2 separate regions of the Macaca mulatta genome follow, and region 2 is linked to region 1. The links are chromatin contacts, called in public Hi-C maps. All regions are on one chromosome and are shown on one strand. Each heading gives the region's core, a stretch centred on a gene start, on an enhancer-like site or on the middle of the called end of the contact. The rest is flanking DNA. Distances are from core to core; before and after follow the strand shown.

The links. Hi-C and Micro-C count contacts between places; a contact is called where the count stands out from the background.
Region 2: a contact with region 1 is called in a Hi-C map of fetal cortex germinal zone, with 2.9 times the contacts expected there. The contact joins the promoter of CNNM2 here to the promoter of WBP1L in region 1. A contact is called at or near these places in 2 of 14 Hi-C or Micro-C datasets (CD4 T cells and fetal cortex germinal zone).

Annotation. Positions count from the first base shown.
Region 1 is chr9:114,870,478-114,877,265 of T2T-MMU8v2.0, reverse strand. WBP1L (WW domain binding protein 1 like) reads right to left here and starts at 3,553. Exons shown (of 4, transcript NM_001194587.3): 1 at 3,424-3,553. The coding sequence starts at 3,513. It also overlaps a transcript of SFXN2 not described here.
Region 2 is chr9:115,051,188-115,057,993 of T2T-MMU8v2.0, reverse strand. CNNM2 (cyclin and CBS domain divalent metal cation transport mediator 2) reads right to left here and starts at 1,321. Exons shown (of 9, transcript XR_013398353.1): 1 at 1-1,321. LOC144331323 (a long non-coding RNA gene) reads left to right here and starts at 1,299. Exons shown (of 3, transcript XR_013398375.1): 1 at 1,299-1,467.

The sequences.
Region 1 (6,788 bases), core at 2,304-4,803:
CACCTCCCAGATTCAAGAGATTCTTCTGCCTCAGCCTCCCGAGTAGCTGGGACTACAGGCGCACACCACCATGCCTGGCTAATTTTTATATTTTTAGTAGAGACGGGGTTTCACCATGTTGGCCGGGATGGTCTTGATCTCTTGACCTTGTGATCTGCCTGCCTCGGCCTCCCAAAGTGCTGGGATTACAGGGGTGAGCCACTACGCCCGTCCTTTTTCATTCTTTATAGATTTAAGCATTCACGTCTGTGAGCTGTAATGTCATAACCTATAGGAGAATTAAGTCTAAGTTCCTAACCACAGAATGAACTAGATGATGAACTTTCCAGGGCCTGCCTGCATAACAAGAAATGGCTGTTTCAATGCAGAACTGGTAACAGGGAAAGCAAGTTGCCCAATATCATTTATTTCTGATAGTAAATGTGTATGTAAAAAAAAAAAAAAAAAGATTTTAAGTAGATCAATTTTGTGGGAGAAATGCAATAAGGTGCAGATATCATTATTCGACACAGAATGAGTACAAGTAAGTCCTCCTGAATTCAAAGTTAGCTGGACTTCACTGTTGAATTAAGGACAGTGGGTACTTGAAGTAGCCCTGTGCCAAAACGGCCTTGGGATTTTTTTTCCTTACTGATTTGTACAAGCAACCCTTTCCCCCCAGACAAAAAAAAAAACCCAAAAAATACATTGACTAAATTGTGGTGGATTCAGAGTTAATAATTATATAGCAACTTGCATTCCAAAGGTTAAAATTCAAAACAGAAATCTCACTATAGATATCTGGTAGTCCCGGACAGAAAGAGACAGGGTATAAGGTGAGGGATGGGAGTGTATGGGGAGTGTCAGGAGTGAGGGTATGTGGGCACTGGTTAGGAAGAGGGCCACCGCTCATTACAAAAACTTTCCCTCCTCTGCAGGAATTGTAACCACGTAACAGCTGTTGGTCAGTGCTAGCATTCATCCAAATGCAACAAAGTACAAAAGACACCTGTCCCCAAAATTAAGTATTAGAAGTGCCAGAGATACAAGAAAGCAGCCTGTGGTTTGCAAACTGCAATTAGGATACAATATTAACAATCCCCTTCCACATCTTCACAACACCTCCCAGGCTCCATGACCTAGTAGGAACCTCCACTTTCCATCATTCCCCTTGCTGAAAAAGTGGATCTAGTTCCTATCTTTGACCAGCCCATCTTCAAAAGCTCTGACATTCCTAAACCAACCCTCTACCGATGTCATTTATTGGTTATTGGGGACAGCCTTTTCAAGATACTTATAGAAACAGACACGCGCAAAGGAAAAGTAAATTCTGTGTTTACTATATTCTATATTTTGTTGTCTCAGGACTATAACTTTTCTAGTAAACAAAGAAAATGTATTTCTCCTTCCAGTTTATGATTTTCACTGGAAAAACAACCCCAACAAAGGCTAAAACAGAAGGGTCCCAACCCTAGAAAAGGGAATACGCTGGGCTAGAAAATGAGCTCCATTCCTTTCATATGGTATTTCTAGTATACACAAACATATCCTAAAGAAAAATTAGATGCTTCAATGCATAAATAAATTGTGGTATACAGACAACGGAAAGTTACTTGGTCATAAACAGGAATGAAGTACTAGTACATGCTACGATGTGAATAGGCCTTGAAAACATAACGCTAAGTGAAAGAAGCCAGGCACAAAGACCACATATTGTAGGATCTCATTTATATAAAATATCCAGAATAGATAAATCCATAGAGACTGAAAGCAGACTGGTGGTTGCCAGGGGCTGGGGGAAGAGGGAGACACAGAGTAACTGCTTAGTAGGGACGAGGTTTTCTGCTGGGGTGATGAAAATGTTTTGGAACTAGATAGAGGTGGTAGTTGCACAACATTGTAAGTGTACTAAATACCACTGAATTGTTCACTTTAAAATGTTTTTTGTCATGTGAATTTCAACTTTTTTTTTTTTTTTTTTTGAGACGGAGTCTCACTCTGTCACCCAGGCTGGAGTGCAGTGGCCGGATCTCAGCTCACTGCAAGCTCCGCCTCCCGGGTTCACGCCATTCTCCTGCCTCAGCCTCCCGAGTAGCTGGGACTACAGGCGCCTGCCACCTCGCCCGGCTAGTTTTTTGTATTTTTTAGTAGAGACGGGGTTTCACTGTGTTACCCAGGATGGTCTCGATCTCCTGACCTCGTGATCCGCCCGTCTCGGCCTCCCAAAGTGCTGGGATTACAGGCTTGAGCCACCGCGCCCGGCCTCAACTTATTTTTTAATCAGTATTTTAAAACAGAGGATAATGGGCAAAACAAGATGTATTTGTGAAAAGGCAGTCCTAAAACTCCTAGGGAAAAGATAAGTATTTTTGCTGGCACTCAGTTTCTGCTCTTGTTCACAACAGAAGTTCAAGCGCTAAGTTGTATAGACTTTGCCATTATGCTATGTGTCTATGTCTGTATGCCTTTCTGAAAAAAACGGGGAAAAGAACAGAAAGTGAAGAAAAAAGAATAATAAAGCTTTGCCAAATGCAAAGAAGGAGGGGTGATTGCCCCCACTGCACCCCACCCAACTTGGCACCAGCAGTAACGCTCTGGTTAGGGTTTCGAAATGCCAGCTGGAGCTGGAATCAGCACATGCAAGCTTCTCTGCCTGGGTAAGGAGCAAGCCACCCAGCAAGAAAAGCTGGGGTGCTCCATTTGCTGCCCATATTGGCATCAGAACCACCCTGTGGTCAAAAGCCCTGAGCTGGCTCAGATCAGAATCCGTGCCTTGCTCTCCCAGGCCAGCCAGCCTAACCGCAAGAGCTTGTTACAGCTCAAAGAGTGCTCCTCCTCCTGAGGGGTTCCACTCTGTTTCATCCCACCTGCCTTCTGAGAGTCCTGCCTCCAACCAAGGGCGCCATGGCTTACAGATTTAAAAATGGGGCCAAGTCTCTCCCAGGAACATAATAATTTTTTTTTTTTTTTTAAAGAGACTAAGATGCCCTCGGAACTTTCCCCAGTCCATCCTGAAAGAAATATCCTCTCAGGATCCTCTCCTTCATAGGCCAACTCAATAGCCTGTGTACCCCTACACAGACAGACGTACATACTGCATTGCTGCCTGGGACACCTGCTCCACAGAGGGGACACGAATAAGGCCCACATCCCCAGCTTGGCACCGCTATCCAGCCACAGTCACCCCAGCCCGCCTAACCAACCTGCCGTCTCAAACGCCCCTCACTCGCTTGGCATCATGCCTCTGCCACCTCCTTGACACCAAAACTGTCACAGGTGTCCCTCAGCTAAACACCGACGCCCCTTTAGATCCTGTCCACGCCAGGCATAGACGCCCCTCTCGGGACCCCTCAACTCTTGGCAACAACACTCCTTCAGACCCCTCCAGCCAGGCCTCGACGACCTCCAGGACCCAGCATGGCCCAGACGCCCCCTCCCCCTTACCTGCGGGGGTTCAGCCCTGGCTGACAGGGGGCTGGGCAGCGCCTGGAGGAGCAGGAGCGCCATGCCACCCAGGAGCCTTCTCCTCTCCATCCCCCTCCTGCTCCTGCTCCTCCGCCACGGCGCCGCCACCTCCCTCCTCCTCCTCCTCCCTCTCCTCCTCTACCCTCTTCTTCCTTCTTCCCTTCTTTTCCTGTTTGACTCTCCCCTCCCGCTTCCGGCTCGGCTCCACTCCGCCCCGCACAAAACACCCTCCCAGACACGCGGGAGACTCTCCATTTCCAGCTCCTCGTTGGCCTTTGCCCTTTGCCCATTGATCAATGTAGCTGTCGATCAAACATAAGTCCCGCCTTCTCCTGAAGACGAAGCGATCCAGCCAATAAAAAGTAGGAGGAAGCTGGGCCATCTTGAAAGCTGCGAGGAGGTGTAAAATGCGTCCCAACCCGCAGAGAGTGGCGGAAGTAGCTACATAAATGGGCGAGGCCACACAGGTGGATGGAAAAGGCTATTACTGATGTAGCCATCTTGAGTGTGGCGGAAGTACTAGTTTTCCAGTTTTCCACAGCAAAAAAAAAGAAAAAGAGGTATAGTGGTTCTTAACGGTGCTGGAAAATAAATTATTCCTGAAAGGTAACCAGGCGCTCCTGAAAAGGAAAACAATTGCAACGTAAAAATCTTTTAATGTCTTTTGTCTTGCAGCACAGCACTAAAACCAGGATGCCTCTCTTGGTCTCAACTGCCCAAATAGCAACTTAGGTCCGTTTAAATTCCCTAGAAGACAGTACCTTTATCTGAGGCATAGTGCTTCGTCACCCCAAGTTCGACGGACGAAATTCTGGTTCTGCCTCACAAATTGCTCTGAAATCCACCATCCATTGCTTCAATCCATGTTCTTCTAGCTAAATACAAATGGCTTCCCTGCTGCCCTGCAAGTTGCCAATTCTTCCCTCTCAAATTTCTGCCACATACCACAACCGTACCACATTAAACCAAATATTATTATATCATGGCCTCCTCTTTTAAATACTTCATCTACCTACAGAATAGAGGGTCCAAACTTCCCAACACGGTCCTCTCTGTGACTTCGTCCCTGTCTACTCTTTATGTCACCTCTCACCACTACATTTTCCCACACATTCCACTCACACTGACCACTGAAGAGATGCCCAATAACTTCATTTACATATTGCAGATACAGTTCCTTGCTTACAAACTCCTAGCCCCCACTCCTTGCTGCTGCTTCTGGATTCTCGTAACACATCTGCCTGCCCAGTATGCAGCTTTTTGTATAGCATATCAGGTCTTTCTTCTTCTTTTAAAGCCTGTAATATTCTGTACAAGGCTCAACCAGGAGCTTGATCAATGTTAGTAAAATAGCCAGGCGTGGTGGCTCATGCTTATAATCCTAGCCCTTTGGGAGGCTGAGGCAGATGAATCCCTTGAGCTCAGGAGTTTGAAACCAGCCTGGACAACATGGCGAGACCCTGTCTCTACAAAAATAAAAAAATTAAATTAGCCGAATTAGCCAAGCATGGTGGTACGCACTTGAAGTCCCAGCTACTTGGGAGGCTGAGGTGGGACAATCACCAGAGCTAGGGAGGTTGAGCCTGCAGTGAGCCTTGATTGTCCCACTGTACTCCAGCCTGGGCAACAGAGTGAGACTCTGTCTCCAAAAAAAAAAAAAAAAAAGGCCAGGTGTGGTGGCTCATGCCTGTAATCCCAGCACTTTGGGAGGCTGAGGTGGGCGGATCCTGAGGTCAGGAGCTCGAGCCTGGCCAACATGGTGAAACCCCATCTCTACTAAAAACACAAAAAATTAGCCAGGCGTGGTGGTGCACGCCTGTAGTCTCAGCTACTCAGGAGGCAGAGGCAGAATAATTGCTTGAACCCGGGAGGCAAAGGTTGCAGTGAGTCGAGATTGTGCCACTGCACTCCAGCCTGGGTGACAGAGTGAGACTCTGTCTCAAAAAAAAGCAAAAAAAAAAAAGTTGGTAAAATAAATGGACAAAGGAAGACCCATGGCAAATAACACAGTTGACTGTAGCAGTCAATTTCCTCTCAAAAACCTGTCAAAATGTTTTACAGCCTGGCCCAGTCTAGCCCCCATCTGAACCCAGAGGGAGTTGTTCTTGGCTTAAGTGTTGGAAAAATGGGAAACAGGTAAGAGTTAAGTCAGTTTTGCCTCAGCTTAAGAAAGTCCATAGTTCTGGGTCTATCTTGATCCTGCTTTGCCAAGTACTGCAAAAAGTGACAAGTATTTTTGCCAATCTCTCATTTCTTAGAAACTTATCCATCCCACAAGTCAAGCTTCTTAGAGAAGAAGTAAAAATTGAGTACTAGGCAAGGACCAAATTATTTTCATGGCACAAGGTTTCTCAATCCCGGCCTCAAAAAGTTGTAAGTCTTCCATATAAAGGCTAGGTTTCATCATCACTAAGAAACCCCAGGTAGGGTGCAGTGGCTCACGCCTGTAATCCCAATACTTTGGGAGGCCAAGGTGTGAGGATTGCTTGAGGTCAGGGGTTCAAGACCAACCTGGGAAACATAGTGAGGCCCTCTGTCTACAAAAAACTTAAAAATTAGCTGGGCATGGTAGTCAGGAAACCTTTAGGATTCTGGTTCTAGCCAGGATTGAGGAAAAGATCTTAAATCAAAAGGAAGCTTCTATACCTCTTCTTCATTTCCTCCTTCTCTCCTGAGCAATGGAACCTTTTACCCATGCAATTCAAGCCGAACTCAGGAAAAAGAAGCTACTCAGGAGGTTGAGGCAGCAGTGAGTCATGATCATGCCACTGCACTCCAGCCTAGGCAAGAGAGTGATACCCTTTTTCTCTCAATAAATAAGAAATCCCAATTCAATTTGGCAAACACCAAGGATTTTGCCGCAACTTCCTTTTCTGCTTTTACCTGAAAGCTCAAGCTGAGCTATTGGATAGGACAGTCTGGATTAGCACTTCCCACACCAAGGCCTTTTAGTAACCTTAACTGCCTCTTGTTCAACATCCCACAGCAGCCAACTCAAAGAAGAGAGATGTTACAAAATGAGACTGAGATGCAATTTGAGTGACCACTTTTTAGAATGTCCCTGAACATTATAGCCACCACATACCTTCTAGACATTTCCAAAAGAGCAGTTGTCTGTAAAAGAACAGGAAATCCAAGAGGCTTGAGGAGCTGAGAAGGAATGGGAAACATTGTAGGTTCTGAAAGAACATCAGTCAGGAGTTGTTTCCAAGCTCGACTGGCTCTGATAATGTTTCTCTTTTCCTATTTGCTTTTGGAAATAAAGTCAGGTCTCCTGTCCTAAGGAAGCTAGCTCAAAGACAGACTTTTCTGTTCAGATACCAGCTAAAATCAAATTGCATACG
Region 2 (6,806 bases), core at 72-2,571, 180 kb before region 1:
TCATCATGAAAAACTTGGTGAGGAAGATGGTGTTGGCCCCCACAGCCAGGCCGTGGCGGGAGCAGATGGCCTGGGGCACTATCTCCCCGAAGATGACGATGCCGATGGTGGAGACCACCACGGCCACGAGGCCCGAGCCGGCGATGTCGTCGAGCAGGATGGTGAGCGTGGTGTTGACCAGCACGTTGCCCAGCAGCAGTGAGCACAGCAGGTAGTTGCCTTGCCTGCGCACCGGCTCGATGCGCTTGGCGTAATTCTTCTCCTTCTCCGTGCCGCAGTTCTGCACGATGCGCAGCTCCATCGGGTCCAGGGCCATGAGCCCCAGGTTGAGGCCACTGAACATGCCCGACAGGCACAGCAGCAGCGAAATGAAGATCACCTGCAGCCAGAAGGGCAGCAGGAATTTCTTCTCTTCGCCTACGATCATCTTGGTGTCCTCGCCGTCGTGGTAAATCCAGGTGGTCTCGGCCCACGGGGGTGGCGGGAGCCCGGCCACCCCCGAGCCGCCCTTGCCCCCGACGGTGCCACCCGCGGATCCCGAGCCGCCGGCACCCAGGGCGGGCGTGGAGAGCGACGTGCACAGGTAATAGGACTTGCTCTTCTCCATCTTGCGTAGCGGTTTGATCTCGATCTCGATGATGCCCGAGGTGCGGCGGTTGAGAATGATGTGGGGCAAGATGATGATGTCTGAGGTGCGGATGCCGCAGCGCTGGGGGCCGCTGTCCGGCTCCGGCGGCGCGGGGCCCCCCAGCCCGCGCTCCCCCGGGCTGTGGCGCCGCCGCTCGTGTTCGGTGAAGGCGATGCGGGACCACGTCTCGTTGTTGATGTTCTGCCCGTACACCCGCAGCTTGACCCGGGTCCGTTCGCTCACCCGCAGCGCCCCCCCTTCCATGAACGACACGTCGTTCGTGTCCTCCAGCCGCAGCCCGATGATCACCGTCTCCTCGTTCTCGCCCACCGCTGCGCAGCCGCCCGCGCCGCAGCAGCAGCTCAGCAGGAGCAGCGGCAGCAGCCGCCCCGCAGCCGCCTGCAGGACCCCCCGGCCGCGGGCGCTGAGGCTGCGGCGCGCCGCCATCTTCCAAGTGGGCAGTGCGGCGGCTGCCTGCCCGCCCGCCATCTTTACTTTGGGTTCACAAGCGCCACAGCCAATCATAGGGTGGCTGCTCCAGCTGCGGCTTCATCCTTTCCACCCGGCGGCGCGAGCGCAGGTACCTGCCCCTGGGCGAGACTGCAACTGAGCGTCCGCGGCCAGTGCTCAGCAGTTCGCCTCCCTGACTGACACTGACTCGACCTCGGCCAGCTGAGGAACCCCGAGGCTCGCGGGAGGGGACAGAGGGAGGGAGAGGAGCGCCGGCTGCTCCCGCGAGAGGCAGGCCCACTGGCCAATCACAAGCGGGCGCCCGCCCTCCCAGCCAGGGGGCTGGAATGGGGGCGTGACCGTGTGCCGTTCCGCGAACCAATGGCAAGGTAAATGGGTGGGGCGATGAGAGCCACCGTCCCCCTCTGCACGCCAAGTTTCCAACTGAAAGGCGCGTGACTCTTGTGTATGTGCGAGGGGAGGGGGCGTGGCCAGCTGGGACTCGAGAGCCAGTCAAAGATGAGAGTTGTAGGAAAGGGGCGTGGCCTCCGTCCTGCTGCCAATGGGAAGGAGCCGTCCCCGGGGCCCGCGCTCCCCGGGGGACCCTGTAGTAGATCCGGGAGCCTGGACCGGCCGGGCTTGGACTAAAGCCCTGCGGCGCAAGGCGGCAGGTTCCCGATGCACTGGCTTGCTGGCTCTGCAGTTGTCAGTTCGTGGGCAGAAAGCCGCAGCGCCCTCCTGCCCCGGGGGCCCGAGAAGCCAACTAGAGGCGGCTTGGGATGCACACAGCCTAAAAAGCCGGGGCACCGGCCGCTGTCCCCAACTCTACGTGCGCGGCGCTCCGCTGGGGTAAGCGGCGTCGGTGGCCCCGGCACAGCTGCCGACCAGCAGTCCTCGCGCCTCAAGACTCCTAGGGTACGCGCTCTCTGCGGCTCGCGATCACATGGCGCCACCTGCGGGCCGCAGGGGCGCCCTGCAACGCTTTCCAGGTCCGCGGCATACCCCGAAAGGTGTACAGAAAGTTACGGATGGCGCGGTCAGAGGGACAGTTCCCCAAATTTGCTAGTCATAGAACCCCTACATATTATTACTAAAAGTATATACTTCCTAGACCCTTTTCCATATTTACAGAGTGGGAAGGGCCCCGAATCTGTATTCCCAACAGGAACCCAGGCAAGTTAAGGAAATGGGAGGGCGGCAAGCATCCTATCCTAAGCAGACCCGCAGAGGCTCATTCTTAATCACACTGGCCAAACTCTGCTAGGGTCATAGGTCACTCAAGAGCAAAAAGTTCTGGAAACCTAGCTCCCCAGTACTCCCAGCGTCACCTGGAGGTGACGAGGTAGCAAAGTAGCTGTCAAATTGATCTTTTCCTTGAAACTTAAAACATTAAAAATGTTTAATGTTTCTCTACCTCTTTTGTATTCTACAAGCACATTCCGGCCCCCCCCCCCCGCCGCTTTTATAAATGCGTCAAACGTCTCTGATTAATTTCTGGTATGAGTAATTTCTGGAATGATTGCAGTGGCCTCCTAACTGATCTTCCCTCTTCGACACCTGCTCCTTTCCCTTCTTAACCCAGCAGCAAGTGATCTTGTCCATGAGATTCTGTATCTCTCTTGGCTGAAACGCCTCCACTGGCTTCCCATCTCATCCTAGTAGGCTCAAAGGTCTGCTACCTCTCGTTACTTCTCGGACCTCATCACCTGCTGTTCTCCTAGTGGAAGGAGACAGATAATAAGCCAAATTAATTTCTCTCCAAGCTGTTTCTCCATCACTCCAGGGATTTTCCCCTGCGAGACTTTGCACTTGCTGTTTGTTTCCTGGGCTTAAGATGTCAGCATACCCTTTTTCACCTCCTTTAGTGCTTTGCTCAAAAGCCATCTGATTTTAAACTTGTGGAAAACACTCCCTCTATGCCGCATCTACTTTATTTTTCTTCAAAGCAAAGATCGCTTTCTAATACACTATGTAAATTATTGATTTGGTTTGTTATCTGTCTCCTTCCACTAGAACTTAAGCTCCCTGAGGGCAGAAAGTGTGTCTGTTTGTTCACTGCTGTATCACAAGGGCCTAGAATAGTAGATATATAGATATAGATATGTCATATACATATGTATTATATTTATATATATATATTTTTTTTTTTTTTTGAGAGACAGTCTCACTCTGTCACCCAGGCTGGAGTGCAGTGGCACGATCTCAGTTAACTGCAACCTCCGCCTCCTAGGTTCAAGGGATTCTCTCCTGCCTCAGCTTCCCTAGTAGCTAGGACTACAGGCATGCACCACTATGCCCAGCTAATTTTTGTATTTTCGGTAGAGATGGGGTTTCACTCTATATTGGCTAGGCTGGTCTCAAACTCCTGGCCTCAGGTGATCCACCCACTTGGGCCTCCCAAAGTGCTGGGATTACAGGCGTGAGCCACCATGCCTGGCCCTAGATATTCTTTATTCTTTTCAAAAAAACAAAAAACAAGGTCTCACTCTGTCATCCAGGCTGGAGTACAGTGGCACAGTCATGGCTCACTGCAGTCTCCACTTCCTGGGCTCAGCCTCCCAAGTAGCTAGGACTACCAGCACACGCCACCACATCTGCCTAATTTTCTTTTAATTTTTAGTAGAGACAGGGTTTTGCCATGTTTCCAGGCTGGTCTCAAACTTCTTGCCTCAAGAGATCCTCCTTCCTTGGCCTCCCAAAGTGCTGGGATTACATGTATGAGCCACCATGCCCAGCCAATGATAGATATTCAAAACAATATATGTAGAAGGTTAAATAAGTGAAAGTATTTATTCTGATTATTTTAAACAATGCCCTGAATCTAGTTTCCAGCCCTTCCATTTATGATGCTGCTTCCCCTACCCCAAGTCTCATACTGCTATATTTGAAAAGTAAGTTCAGATGAAGAAAACCACCTACAGGCTTGGCATGCATTTATATGAATGGCATTATGGAAGTTTCGAAGGAAAAAAAAATTATTTAAGAATATTTGGCAAAGGTTAAGGACAGACATGATCCTTCTAACTTAGTGGATTGAAAATGAAACCATTTTAACTTCATAAAAAGTGGAAATATTACAAATGTTTTTAAGGGAGCTAAGAGAGAAGACAGGCTCTCAAATGCTGAAAGTACACGTGTGGAATAGGAGTGAAGTGTGGGGAGGAGGAGCTTGCCAACCCTACAGACATCTCCTGTGCATTTCAGAGAAAGCTACAACAGGAAAATGTGACATTCAGCAATTTCGAAGCAAGTTAGAAATTCAGGACTTCATAGAAGAAAAAGGTCAGAAAGGACACCCAGACAACTTACAATATTTAAAAAAAAAAACAAATCTCAAATTCACACGAAGGGTTGCTGAATGATCCTGGGTGGTTGGTGGGGGTTATACTCTTCATGTATACTCAAGACACACAGAACAATCTAGATGCCTAAGCCAAGTAATTGTTCCTTAGCAAGAGGGATCTTCCTTCAAGTTTGAAGGCTTTTTGGCTTCAGGAGTTTCTCTCTCTCTCTCTCTTTTTTTTTTTTTTTTTTTTTTTTTTTTTTTTTGAGACAGAGTTTCGCTCTTGTCGCCCAGGCTAGAGTGCGGTGCAGTGGCATGATCTCGGCTCACTGCAACCTCTGCCTCCCAGGTTCAAGCAATTCTCCTGCCTCAGCCTCCCAAGTAGCTGGGATTACAGGCACTCGCCACCACACCTGGCTAATTTTTTGTATTTTTAGTAGAGACAGAGTTTTGCCATGTTGGGCAGGCTGGTCTCGAACTCCTAACCTCAGGTGATCCACCTGCCTCAGCTTCCCAAAGTGCTGGGATTACAGGTGTGAGCCACCGTGCCCAGCTGTTACCCTCTCTTTAGCGAGGACCTGCTATAGAGCAGGCTTATGGTGACTTCCAGGGGCTTCCCAGCTCGTCTATTTGTTTAAATGGAGGGCACAGTCAACACCTGCCTCTAGGGATCTCTTCTGAAATCTGGAAGAAAAACAAAAATGAGACTCTTGAATTATGATATTTCACCTCCATAAAGGGGGACAAAAGGCCCAAGATTGCTAAATGGTTGCTACTGCTGCTGCCCAATCCTATTTAAGTTCTGACGGTCTGACCTTGGGCAAGTCATTTAGATAAAGCCAGAACCACATACCTTCCCTAACTTTCCAGAATCCTTCACTAGATACTAAAAGGGAAGGGTGACTTCAATTTTCTCACCTGCAAAAGATAAGCTCCCTGGCTGGGCGCGGTGGCTCACGCCTGTAATCCCAGCACTTTGGGAGGCCAAGGCGGGCGGATCACAAGGTCAGGAGATCGAGACCACGGTGAAACCCCGTCTCTACTAAAAATACAAAAAAAAAAAAAAAGCCGGGCGCGGTGGCGGGCGCCTGTAGTCCCAGCTACTCAGAAGGCTGAGGCAGGAGAATAGCGTAAACCCAGGAGGCGGAGCTTGCAGTGAGCCGAGATCGCGCCACTGCACTCCAGCCTGGGCGACAGAACGAGACTCCGTCTCAAAAAACAAAAAAAAACAAAAAAAAAACAAAAAAAAAAAAGATAAGCTCCCAAGTCTCCAGGTTCAGGGATTTGGAAGGCATTGCGTCCAGACCTAAAAGTCTTTTAAAGTTTGGTGAGTTTGATTTTCTTAAAGATGGCAAGTAAAACACTAAATGTCATTCTACACATTTTGTTGCTCAACATAAAGCTGATTTTATAGAGAAGCTTTTATTTTTTCCAAAAATTGCCTACTTATACAAAGTATTCGTATTTATTGCTTCAACGGTATCATTTCTTTTTTCTTTTTAGGGAACAGGGTCTCACTCTGTTGCCCAGGCTGGAGTGCAGTGGCACAATCATAGCTCACTGCAGCCTCAAACTCTTGGGCTCAAACTCAAGCAATCTTCCTTCCTCAGCCTCCTGAGTAGCTGAAGCTATAGGCACAAGCTAATGCATCAGGCTCCAACAACGACATTTTAATCACACCAAAACACAAGATCTTGGCTGGCCATGGTGGCTCATGCCTGTAATCCCACGACTTTAGGAGGCCGAGGCAGGAGGATAACTTGAGCCCAGGAGTTCAAGACCAGCCTGGGCAACATAGTAAGACGCTGTCTACCAAAAATAAAATATCAGCTGGGCATGGTGGCATGTTTCTGTAGTCCCAACTACTCAGGAGGCTGAAGTGGGAGGATCACTTGAGCCCAGGTGTTCAAGGCTACAGTGAGCCATGATCGTGCCGCTGCACTCCAGCCTGGGTGACAGAGTGAGACCCTATCTCAAAAAAAAAAAAAAAAGGTTAGGCATGATGGTTCACACCTGTAATCCCAGCACTTTGCGAAGCTGAGGCAGGCAGATCACCAGAGGTCAGGAGTTCAAGAACAGTCTGGCCAACATGGTGAAAACCCATCTCTACTAAAAATACTAAAATTACCCAGGTGTGATGGTAGGCGCCTGTAATCCCAGCTACTCAGGAGGCTGAGGCAGGAGAATCACTTGAACTTGGGAGGCGGAGATTGCAGTGAGCCGAGATGGCACCACTGCACTCCAGCCTGGGTGACAGTGAGACTCTATCTGAAACAAACAACCCCACAAGATCTGAGGAAAAACAGGAACTAGGAAAATGCTGGAGTTAACCACACTTTCCACAGAGTCAAATCTGTATCAAATCTGTTCATCCTGAGAGGGATTTCTCTGAAGCAACACTATCCACTTGCTCAAATACATAGAACTCTTTTAGCTAAGATTTTT